2 separate regions of the Sus scrofa genome follow, and region 1 is linked to region 2. The links are chromatin contacts, called in public Hi-C maps. All regions are on one chromosome and are shown on one strand. Each heading gives the region's core, a stretch centred on a gene start, on an enhancer-like site or on the middle of the called end of the contact. The rest is flanking DNA. Distances are from core to core; before and after follow the strand shown. Region 1 overlaps RAMP1 (receptor activity modifying protein 1). Region 2 overlaps LRRFIP1 (leucine-rich repeat flightless-interacting protein 1).

Region 1 (5,643 bases), core at 2,664-5,163, 210 kb before region 2:
AATGTAGTTTCCAGGAGTTCCTGCTGGGGCATGATGGGTTAAGAATCCAACTGCAACAGCTTGGATCGCTGGAGAGGTGAGGGTTTGATCCCCAGCCAGGTGCAGGGGGTTGAAGGATCCAGTATGGCCACACAAGTCACGGCTGGGGCTCAGAGTCAGTCCCCTGGCCTGGGACTTCTATACACCCTGAGTATAGCCATTAAAAAAAAAATGTAGTTTCCAGAAGGCGAGTCACTTCTGCTTCTGCTTAGAATGGAGGAAGCTGTGGAGTGCTGCTCCCACACGCACAACAACAAACGCTGAGGAAACGACAAAATCATACGTTTTCTTGAGTCCGTTAGAGAGCTGAGCCTGCAAGGCAGCAAAGGGACTTGAATTTCAAGGAGGAGCAAGGCCGGGACTGGCTCCCCTGGGGCAGTGCCTGGAGCAAGGTGCAGCTGCCAGGCCAGCTACGTAATGATGAACTGCCCAGGGCCAGGTGTGGGCTGCAGGTCAGTCTGGAATTTCTGGGGCCCCAGATGCACTGGCAGTTCTGTGATTCTCCGCTCTTTCCCATGAGGCTCTGGTGCTGAGAAAGGTTAGGGGCCGTCGGGGCATTGGTGGCTGCACACATTTCCCTAATCTTTCTCACAAAAGCAGCGACAGCCTCGGGACCCTGGAGGAAGAGCAGTGGATCATGATGAACAGGCCCAAAGCCCTTCCCACTTTCCCAGACCCTTTTCTCCAGGAAGCGAAGCCTTGACCGAGGAAGGGATGGCACAGCCCGTCAGCTCCAGGGCACAAGAAGACACACCATGGCTGGAAAAAGACTGTTCCCCTGAGAGGGTAGCAGGAAACTTTCATGGACCTAGGATCCTGCAAGATACCAAACCTCTTCGGTCACTGGGGAGGGACAGGAATCTCGCACCCAAGACCCCATAGAAATAGGGCAGAGACTGGCTGCCACAGGGAGGGGGAGCAGGAATGCTGAGGCTGAGGGCAAGGGGTCTTTCTAAGCTGAGGCTGGACCAGGACACAGGGAACCGCTTCCTCTACTTTCAGTACAAACCTGGCAAAGAAAACCAAGGAACAGCAGCCTGCTGCAGGAAGATGGAGAGAGACCCACCCTGTGGCACAGGTGTGCAGGTGGGACACACGACACTGAGGAAAGTTCTCTAGCCCCACCCTGAGTACAGGGCAAAGGCAGCCCAGTGCTTGAGGTATCTGAGGAGCCTGCAGTGCTCAGAGGAAACCACAGCAATGACAAATCCCAATCCCAGTCCAACTCCTCCCAAGACTGACTTACACCCCACACTAACAGCCTGGAGAAGAGGCTTACCCAGCTCCAGATGTACATACTGTTTACCTCAATCTCCTCTATTCTACACGTGCACATTCAGCATTCAATAAAACACGAAGACCCACGGTCAAGAGAGAAAGCAATCAACAGAATCAGACTCAGAGATGCCCCAGATATGGTCACTGCCATATAGGGAATTTGAAAAAGGTTAATATGATAAAGGGTCTCGTTGAGAAGGCAGACAATATGCATAAGCAGAGGCTTTCAGCAGAGAGATAGAAACTGTAAGAAAGGCAAAGAGATACTTGGGGGGGGAGGAACCTCCGTGAGTATCGGAGTCCGTCTTTGATGGGCTCATCATCAGACTCGACGTCTGAGGAAAGAATTAGTGAACCTGAAGATGGGTCAGTAGATACTAACCATTAAAAAAAAAAAAGGGAAAAGAAGAAACAAGAGCTGAGGTCAATTAACAGCATTATTAATGATGCCAACTCCAATTTGTAATTTGAGTCCAAAAGAAGGAGAAGGAGTGGGGCAGAAGAAATATTTAAGGAATAATGGCTGAGAATTTTCCAACAATAATGAGATGTCAAATCCCAAAACTCAGAAGGCTAGACACCCCCAAACAAGACCAAAAAAAGAAAAAATGAGGAGTTCTCATTGTGGCACAGTGGAAATGAATCTGACTAGGAACCATGAGGTTGCGGGTTTGATCCCTGGCCTTGCTCAGTGGGTTAAGGATCTGGCGTTGCCATGAACTGTGGTGTAGGTCAAAGATGTGGCTCAGATCCTGCGTTGCTGTGGCTGTGGTGTAGGCTGGCAGTTGTAGCTGCGATTTGACCCCTAGCCTGGGAACCTCCATGTGCCGTGGGTGCAGCCCTAAAAAGACAAAGACAAATATATATATAGATATATATAGAACAGAAGCAATTTTGGACCCACACAAAGAGAGGAAGAGCTCCATACACAGTACCAGTGAAGGTATAGAGAATATACTTTCCCTTAATTTTGTCCAGGAAGTGAGCAAATGGAGCAGAGGCCATAAGTCAACATTGATGAGAGAATCAGGGCGGCCTGGAAGGGCTGTAAGGAAAAGGCTGGGGCTCTCCGGCACCCAAGCATCCCTCGACCCCAGCCCCCATCATATGGTCTCTAAGTTGCTGGGTCACTGCTTTTTTGTTTGTTTGTTTGTTTTTTCCTGCCCTGGCTGCCCACTGGGTCATTGCAGACTCCCTTGGTCTGTGTGAGTGGCTAGACTGGCACGCCATGCGGGAGAGCGTGGGCAGAGGCAGCGGGGGGGTAGGTAAGATCCATGCCCCAGGGGTGTGTGGTTTTCCAAGTGAACAAGGACTCATGTTGCAAGTGGAAAGCAGAAGTGGAAAAGCCAGAGGAAGTCAGAACAGACGGGGTCTCATTGTGGAAAAAAAAAAAAAAAAGAATAAGTGTTTATCAAAGGCCTATCACAAGGTTAGTACATATGTGTCAGGGACTGTTAAAATCCCAAGTCCAGCCTTTTGAGCTGGTTGGTTTTCTTTAGCAATTTTTTTTGGCCAAAGGAAAAAAAAATTTTTTTTTTTTTTTCCCCCTCACACAGCTTGATGTGAGATCTCAGTTCCCAGACCAGGGCCTTTTTTTTTTCTTTTTTTTTTAGGGCCACACCCATGGCATATGAAGGTTCTCAGGCTAGGGGGTCTCATCGGAGCCACAGCCACGCCAGGTCTGAGCCACGTCTGCGACTTACACCACAGCTCACGGCAACGCCGGATCCTTAACCCACTGAGTGAGGCCAGGGATCCAACCCGCATCCTCATGGCTGCTAGTCGAGTTCGTTAATGCTGAGCCACAACGGGAACTCCCCAGACCAGGGGCTGAATCCAGGCCACAGCAGAAGGTGCCAGGTCCTAACCTTTAGACCACCAGGGAACTCTCTTGAGCTGACTGTGGATCAGCTCTAGGGCGGCATGGTTGTCTTCTTCCCCACCTCAGACCCCCCAAACCAACGAGTGGTTTTCAGTGTTCTGCAGACCCAGTGACAGACCGGCAACCCTCCAGTTTGCTCGCTGGAGAAGGTTCTGGAACAGAGACGGTCCCACAAGGAGGTGGCGCCATCTCCGGGCTGGCCAGCCTGGGTGGGAAGGAGCCCCTGCCCCAGGAACCTGTGACACCAGGGACCCCACGGGAGGCCACGCCCATCCCGAGCCGGTGGTGGGCTATTCTGGGACCAGCCAGGGTCTCCTTGAAATGCCCTGCCAGTCTGCAAAGCCATCCCCGCCTAAAAATATCTCCCAAGTGCAGTCAGCTGCCCACTTCATTCTGTTTATTTATACAGAAGTGACAGCTGAAACTTTCAATAAATATTGTGAGCTCTGTCAGCAAGGCCACGATAAACGCATTCCCCTCAGAGTACAGACATTCTTTGTCGAAAGAACACTGTCCTGACTGAAGGGGCAGGATAATCAGGACGAAATAGTTTCGCTCTAACCCTCTATTTCACTTCGCTTGTAAGGGAGTAATTATCCTTTTTGGCCGGGACTTTCTCCTCTGGCCCCCGAGTGAACTCTGCTTGGAATGTTCCGGAACACTATGCCGGGAGTTTCCACCAGGCCTGGGTCCCACGTCAAGGCTCTGGCACCGTTCACAGATGTTTATTTACTGCCAGGGAGGTGCCCACCGACGCCCAAGGGGCGTCGTCTGCTCTGGGGACACCTAGGGTTGCTGTTGTTCCCCCACAGCCCTGACTGGCGGTGATGTGGAGGATGGGAGTCTGCACCCTGGCGCCCCCAGGACTGGGTTCACATCCAGCTCCGCCTCTTATCCTGAGCGATCCCAGGGGTCTCATCTCACCCACCCAAGCCTTGGTCTCCTTATAGTCAAATGAAGAGACGGGTACCCACTTAGCAGACCAAGGGCCTGACCCACAGCAGGTGCCCAGTTCGTGGTGGTTTTCTCATCGCCTCTTCCCAACAACTGGTGGGTGGCCCCCTCAGCGTACATCTCTTTCATTTTTAAGGGTCGCACCCGTGGCATATGGAGGTTCCGGGGCTAGGGGTCTAATCAGAGCTGCAGCTGTTGGCCTACACCACAGCTCATGGCCACGCCGGATCCTTAACCCATTGAGCAAGGCCAGGGATCGAACCCTCATCCTCACGGACACATGATGGGTTCTTAACCTACTGAGCCATGACGAGAACTCCAAGTGTACATTTCCTGTTCTATAAACTCAAACGTTGACCAGGTGATGTGTGTCAAAGCCCTCGGAAGAGCTGAGCAAGAACCACTATTCTGGCTTCCTTTCTCTGGGCCAGTATTTGCCTCCATTCACTGGGAAAATTCACAACCTGGTGGCTTCCAGCAGCTTTAAATACCTGCTGGGAGGAAGGGACGTGGCATCACCTGGCATCCTGGCAGCCAGAGCAGGGGAAGGGGAAGATGGCCATTTGAGGCTGGCCCGAGGAGCCTGCCAAAACGCTAGACTGACATGCGGTGGGGTTAGATAGATTGGGGGGGGGCGGTCCAAGACGTCAAGACGGATCCTCATGATGTTTTTGGCTGAACAGTTCTGAAAGACAAATGACTAATAAGTATCTGGAAAAACCTCACTTTTAAGGAAAAAAGAAGCAAACATCCAAATAATCCATTTTACAAATAACACTCAGTGCTAGTCAAGGCATTGTGAAATGCGACAGGTGCTCGTATCATTACTAACAGAAGATAAATTGGTAAAAATTTCCTGAAAGGCAATCTGGCAATTATGTGCCAGTAACTTCAAAATCATGGATACCCTTCGATCCAGTCATTCTATTTCTGGGAATTACCCTAAGTTAATAACACGAAACGTAGACACAATAATGAAGATGTCCATTGTAGATGTATAATTATGGAAAAAAGAGCAGACAACAGGGTGGTGACGAAAAAAATTGCTTATGAGAGACTCTGCTATGTAGCTACTAAAACAATATTTAGGAAGAAATTTTAAAATGTGGGAAAATATTTATGTTAAAATGCTGAACCAAAGAAGAAGCAGATGAGACCAAGTTATACAATGTGGCTCCCCCATAAAATGGTCCACGTGGGAGGAGGGAGAGATCCCAGAGTGTAAGGAGGCGTTATCACCACTAGGGGGCAGTGATATGAAGGACTTTTCTTATCTCTGCTTTTTTGTGGGGCTTTCCAAGTTTTCTACAAAGATGCATTGTTTGTCTAATTACTTTTTTTTTTTTAATTTACTTATTTGGCTGTGGGCCTGGCAGGCGGAAGATCCCTGGGCCAGGGATGGAACCTGAGCCACAGCAATGACAATGCTGGATCCTTAACTTGCTGAGCCACCAAGGAACTCCTCTAATTATGTACATTTTTCTTCTCTC
Region 2 (5,704 bases), core at 1,532-4,031:
CCTATGAAGTGAAAAACTGTAACTATTAAAAAGACACTGAAAGTCAGTATTTCGTGGTTTATCCACAGCAATCCTTGAAGACACAAGATGAATCACATTACAAGATTTGTTTAGAGCTTCAGACTAAGGGAAATATTTTAAAATATATATCATCTGTTCTTAGGTATTGGTAAGGTCTTATTTCAACATATGATAAAGTAGTTATTCTCTTAGAACAACCAGAATAATAAACTACATATAAAACGAACTTAAATTTAGGTCAATACTTTTGTTTAAAGGCAAGATAAAATTTGTGTTATGCGGGTGCGGAAAATGTTCTGCTTCCAGTCTGAACAATATGATCCTGACGGATACCTAAGAATTTTTAAATCTTTGATTTCTGTTCAATTTTTATTTTTGAGACATTAAATTTTCATTGAACACAAAATTCTCTCTTTGCTGAAGAACTAGATTTTCCATCTATACTGTAAGAGTCTCTATGTTCTCTATTGAATTTATTTATTTATTTATGTTTTGTCTTTTGTCTTTTTACGGCCACACCCACAGCATATGGAGGCTCCCGGGCTAGGGGTCCAGTCGGAGCCACAGCCACAGCAACGTGGGATCCAAGCCGCATCTGCAACCTACACCACAGCTCATGGCAATGCCAGATCCTTAACCCATTGAGTGAGGCCAGGGCTCGAACCTGCAACCTCATGGTTCCTAGTCAGATTTGTTCCCACTGCACCATGATGGGAACTCCTTTATTGAATTTAAAAAGTCACTGACAGGGAGTTCCCTTGCAGCACAATGGTTAAGTATCCAGTGTTGTCACTGCAGCAGCTGGGGTCATTGCTGTGGCACGGGTTCGATCCCTGGCCTGGGAACTTTCACGTGCCTCGGGCATGGCCCAAAATAAAACAAAATAAAATAAACTCATTAAGAATGGAGTTTTCCTGTGGTGCCGTAGGTTAAGGATCTGTTGTCGTCATTGCTGTGGCATGGGTTCGAGCCCTGACCCAGGAACTTTTGTATGCTGCAGGTGCAACCAAAAAAAAAAAAAAAAAGTCACTAACAAAATAAGAAATGAAGGGCCCGCCCCTTCCTCTGTCCACCTGTGACCACGTGTCCTGACACTGAGATGCTTGCTATGTGCTCCCGTGGACGTCCACAAACTGTGAGGACCTGATATAGTACCATCCGCATCATTTAGGGAAAGATGCAGAGAGCAGAAGGAGGAGGAGAAACTCTCAGCCTGGTGACTGTGAAAAAGCCTCGAGAAATTTGTTGCCAGCTTCCCATCACCTAACCAGCTTTCCCAGAGAGCTGTTCACAAGGGGAACACGCACATGCTTTGCACAGATACACAGAGAACAGGCGCTGACCGGGGCCCAGTCCCTGGCCCGCTTCTCCACGGGGACCACGGAAGTCGGGAGAAGGAGCCAGAAGCCGGTGGGTGCCTGCTGCGGCTGCTAAGCCCCAGCAGGGCCCTGGCCCCCCTGCCCTGGCTCCCTCCCCTGCCCCCAGCTCTTCCTGCTGCATGTCTCTGGGGTTGCCCTGAGAATGCAAAAGACTCCATAAGAATGTGGTCACTGGACGGTCCCCTTCTGACTGGAAAGTGTCTGCTGTCAGTGTCCAACAGCAAGAAAGACTCTATTCTGCGGGGCAACAAATTGGCTTTCGTGGGACCATTTGTTTTCCTCGAGACTAAGTGTCTCAGAGCCTGACTTGACGTGAGACGCCTCTGGCTCTCAGACCTGCACCTTCACGGCAGCTCAGGGTACGTGTGCGGCGCACATGGCCACGCAGTCCACGGCCAGCACCCTGCCGTGATGCAAGTTCCCTGCTCATCACCTGCATGGCGGGAGGCTGGTGCCAGCATAACGGCCACACGAACTGCAAGGGGTTCCCTTAGTTCAGAATCCCAGGACCCTTTATATTTTTATTTTTATTTGGCCACGGCTTACAGCAGCTCGATACGGGATCTCAGTCTCAGACCAGGGACTGAACCCAGCCCACAGCAGTGAGAGTGCTGAATCCTAACCACTAGACCACCAGGGAACTCCTCCCGGGGCCCCCTTTTAGATGCCATAGGCTGGTTCTCCCGTGTAAGACCTGAAGATACTGTACATCTCTTCAGAGAAAACAAGAGGGGTGGACGGGAACCTTCGACGGACAGGACTGGGGGCTGCCTCCCTCCACAGCCACAGGCCCGCCCCCCTCCCCCGTCCCCGTGCTCTGCTCACACCTCTGCTGGACACTCAAGGGGACACCACGTGCCCAATGTTATCAAAATGCCAGACATGCCTTACTTTGCTATGTCTCACGACAGCCCTACCAGGAGAAAGCTCTCGCTCTCGACTGAGGACGAGGAAACCAAGGCGGGGACTGGCTGAGCCACTTGCCAGGGTCCTGCAGCCGGCGGAGCAGGTGTGAGCACCGGCACACAGAGCCGCATGAACAAGGTCCCAGGACCCTCATCACAGGGTCCTCTGACCACCGCAGCCTGGGTCAGATGCTGCAGTGGCCCTTTTCGTGTGTGTCTCGTTGATGCCTCGACAGCCTGAAAGGTGGGTATTGTTATTCCTGCGCACGACTGTGGAGACCTCGGCCCGGGGTTGAGTGATGTGCTCCAGTTGACACAGGTTCAGGACTGGCCAAGCCCCAGGAGCTCAGCTGGGCTGCCCTCCCCCAGGGTCCTGGCTCCTTCCTGCCCCATCCCAGCCTCCATCGGACGGCCTCCATCTCCTTAGAAGCACAGCTGGAAGGGGCCTCCAGACATGATCTGGCCTGGTCCCTGCTCCGAGAAGATGTCCTTAGTCCAGCCCCCCCACCCCACAGTGCCCGAGGTGGTGAGATCCTGGGCCAGGGATCAAACCCCCACCAAAGCAGTGACCTGAGCCGCTGTAGTGACAACGCTGGATCCTTAACCCGCTGCGCCACAAGAGAACCCCGCATTATTTCAGTCTTGGCGAGTGACCTGTCCAAGGTCACGTGGGCAAAGCGGCCACACCTAGAACAGAGCGACCTCCGTCTCAGCAGGACCACTTTCCGCTCCACCAGCCGTGTTAGGACAGCCGCAAATAGCTTTATTGGGGACATTTCAGACTTTTTCCTCTCCATGAAAAAAAACGCAACTGACAAATCATCCTTAGATAATGTGTTATTTTTTCCCTTTTGTAATTATAACCATCTACCACCATTTGTCAAATGTCCAAGAACACAGGAAAACCTACTCCTCCCAGCTGGTTTTTGTTAAATGATTTGGTGTCTAATATTCAGATGTTTCCAGACTCTCTTGATCTCCCTCCAGAAGCTGACTCAAGCTGCTCCAGGCGGTGGTGCTCGAGGCTTTGTCCAGTGGACACCCTCACACGTGGGTGGAAATTCAAGAGACCCGCTAGGCTTCTGTTCATCAGCAGCTGTTTCCTAGGGGACAACGTGATGGAACAGCCAGCTGGTGTTTAAGGAGATGGTGATATCTTTTTCCTTTTCTTTTTGGGGCCACACCTGTGGCATATGGAGGTTCCCAGGCTAGGGGTCGAATCAGAGCTATAGCCCCCAGCCTACACCACAGCCACAGCCACACGGGATCTAAGCCGCATCTGAGACCTACACCACAGCTCACAGCAACACCGGATCCTTAACCCACTGAGGGATGACCGCGTTCGAACCTGTGTCCTCATAGAGACTGTGTCAGGTTCTTACCCCACTGAGCCACAAAGGGAACTCCAAGATCATGGTATTTTTAAAGAGAGGAGTATGCATGCGTTTATCTGAGGTGGGGACATCTTTTTGGTCCCACTTAATATAAGTCCAGCTCTCTGCTCTCATTCGTCCGCTCAGCACACCATGACGGCGTCAACGTCTTATAGGTCCGACCAGTGGAGAAGCTATTGTAGGACCATCCAGTACCTGGCTAACCATGCTTCTTTCAGGCGATGAGAAGACGTTCAACTCCTAATCCCAGCTGAGATCCTGCAGTAGCTCTGAAACGGGTTCATAAGTAAACTACAAATCACCGAGGAAACAAAACTTGCACCCCAGGATGTGTTTTGACAGTTTGAAAAAGAACTTCAAAAAATGAGGAATCGAGAGGCACCCGTTTTTCGCTCTCACCTTGACAAAGGCTAAGGATAACCACAGCGCTGGGTTTTGTGGCGAGGAGGACACTTCGTTTCCAGCAACACAGATGTAAATGTAACTGACACCAGGTTTCAGTAAAGCAGTGGGGAACCTAGTAGGATCCTCAAATATGTTTATATACTTTGCTTTTTCTTCTTTCTTTCTTTCCTTCCTTCCTTCCTTCTTTCTTTCTTTCTCTTTCCTTCTTTCTTTCTTTTTGCTTTTTCAGGCCACAGTGGTGGCCCATGGAGTTTCCCAGGCTAGGGGTCCAATCAGAGCTATGGCTGCCGGCCTACACCACAGCCACACCAACATGGGATCCTTAATCCACTGAGTGAGGCTAGGGATCGAACCTGCAACCTCATGGTTCCTAGTCGGATTTGTTTCCACTGCGCCATGATGGGAACGCCTGTTTATACTTTTAAAGTCTAATATTCTAATTTAAGGAGAGCATTTGAAGTACAAAAAATTATTTACTCTTTTTTATTCTTTGTATGGCCACACCTACAGCATATGGAAGTTTCTGGGCTAGGGTTTGAATCAGAGCTGCAGCTGCTGGCCTACACCACAGCCACAGCAATGCCAGATCCTTAACCTACTGAGTGAGGCCAGGGATCAAACCAGGGAGTCTGCATGGATACTAGTCAAGGCTTAACCTGCTGAGCCACAACAGGAATTCCCCTTCTTTCTTTCTTTAAAAAAGAGAATAAAAATGCAATATTTCCAAATATACAATTGGGACTATGTTCAAAAACACCCATAGATAAAAGAACAGGGCCTAATTTTTATTTTCTCTTATTGCCTGAATTTTCCTTATTATTTTCTACAATAATCATGTATGATACTTAATATAATAAATCAAACGTTTCCTTTTGCCAGCAATTTTTACCTTTGTTGGTAATTTCTTCATTGATTCAGAAAGAAAAAAAAAAAAACTATTGTAAACCAAATCGCACAGGAAGTGCCCTGAGATTAATATACGGGGAGTGTGAATGCTCCTACCCCAGCCTAGGGAAGTCAGGGAGGGCTTCCTGGAGGAAGGGCAGACTGAGTGTAGAAGGATGGGATGTGATGGGAGACCCTGCACCGTGCCTTTGGCAGTGGGAGATGCCCTGGGAGAGAGGCAGGCGATGAGCGAGGAGAGAGAGACTAGCTGTTAACATTTATGCTGGAAGGCACGGGGGCGGGGGGTCGTTAGGGATGGTAAGACGGGAAGCGTGGCACAAGGTTTGCATTTGCTGGGGTCCCTGGGACACCAAGATGAAGACAGGCTTGAGGTGGGGTCAGTCTTACAAGCACACAGACCAGGAGGCTATCCAGGCAACCACGTGGCATGAGGGAGCCTAGTTCACCACTGCGGGGGGGAGGGACCGACCCTGTGGGCGCTCTGGCTCAGGGGGTCTGAGGGTCAAACAACAGGAAGGGGAGGCTGAGGGGCTGGTCTTGGGTCCGGAACACGGCTCCCTGGCACCTGGTTCAGTGATTTCACGTGTGTGTCCATCCAGCTGGAAGCCAGGGGTACCGCACGGCGGACAGTGATGGGTGAAGAATGCAGTGAGCTCCCGTTTAGGACATCAGGAAGCCAGCGTCTCTGTCCTCC

The links. Hi-C and Micro-C count contacts between places; a contact is called where the count stands out from the background.
Region 1: a Hi-C map of retroperitoneal adipose tissue shows a contact between it and region 2, with 3 times the contacts expected there. The contact joins two enhancer-like sites. A contact is called at or near these places in 9 of 47 Hi-C or Micro-C datasets (alveolar macrophages, blood, embryonic fibroblasts and 5 more) and 1 of 2 datasets of contacts at active chromatin or transcription factors (alveolar macrophages).

Annotation. Positions count from the first base shown.
Region 1 is chr15:137,527,646-137,533,288 of Sscrofa11.1, reverse strand. All of the region lies in intron 2 of RAMP1 (receptor activity modifying protein 1), which reads right to left. Among named protein-coding and RNA genes, the nearest start is that of UBE2F, 37 kb to the left of the region's middle. Within about 2 kb of position 3,913, at least 23 of the 83 cell types and tissues checked have an H3K27ac peak or open chromatin away from gene starts, as enhancers often do. A contact at or near this core is called in retroperitoneal adipose tissue, where this site is marked.
Region 2 is chr15:137,321,113-137,326,816 of Sscrofa11.1, reverse strand. The region is part of intron 1 of LRRFIP1 (leucine-rich repeat flightless-interacting protein 1); the gene reads right to left. Among named protein-coding and RNA genes, the nearest start is that of LRRFIP1, 41 kb to the right of the region's middle. Within about 2 kb of position 2,781, at least 5 of the 83 cell types and tissues checked have an H3K27ac peak or open chromatin away from gene starts, as enhancers often do. A contact at or near this core is called in retroperitoneal adipose tissue, where this site is marked.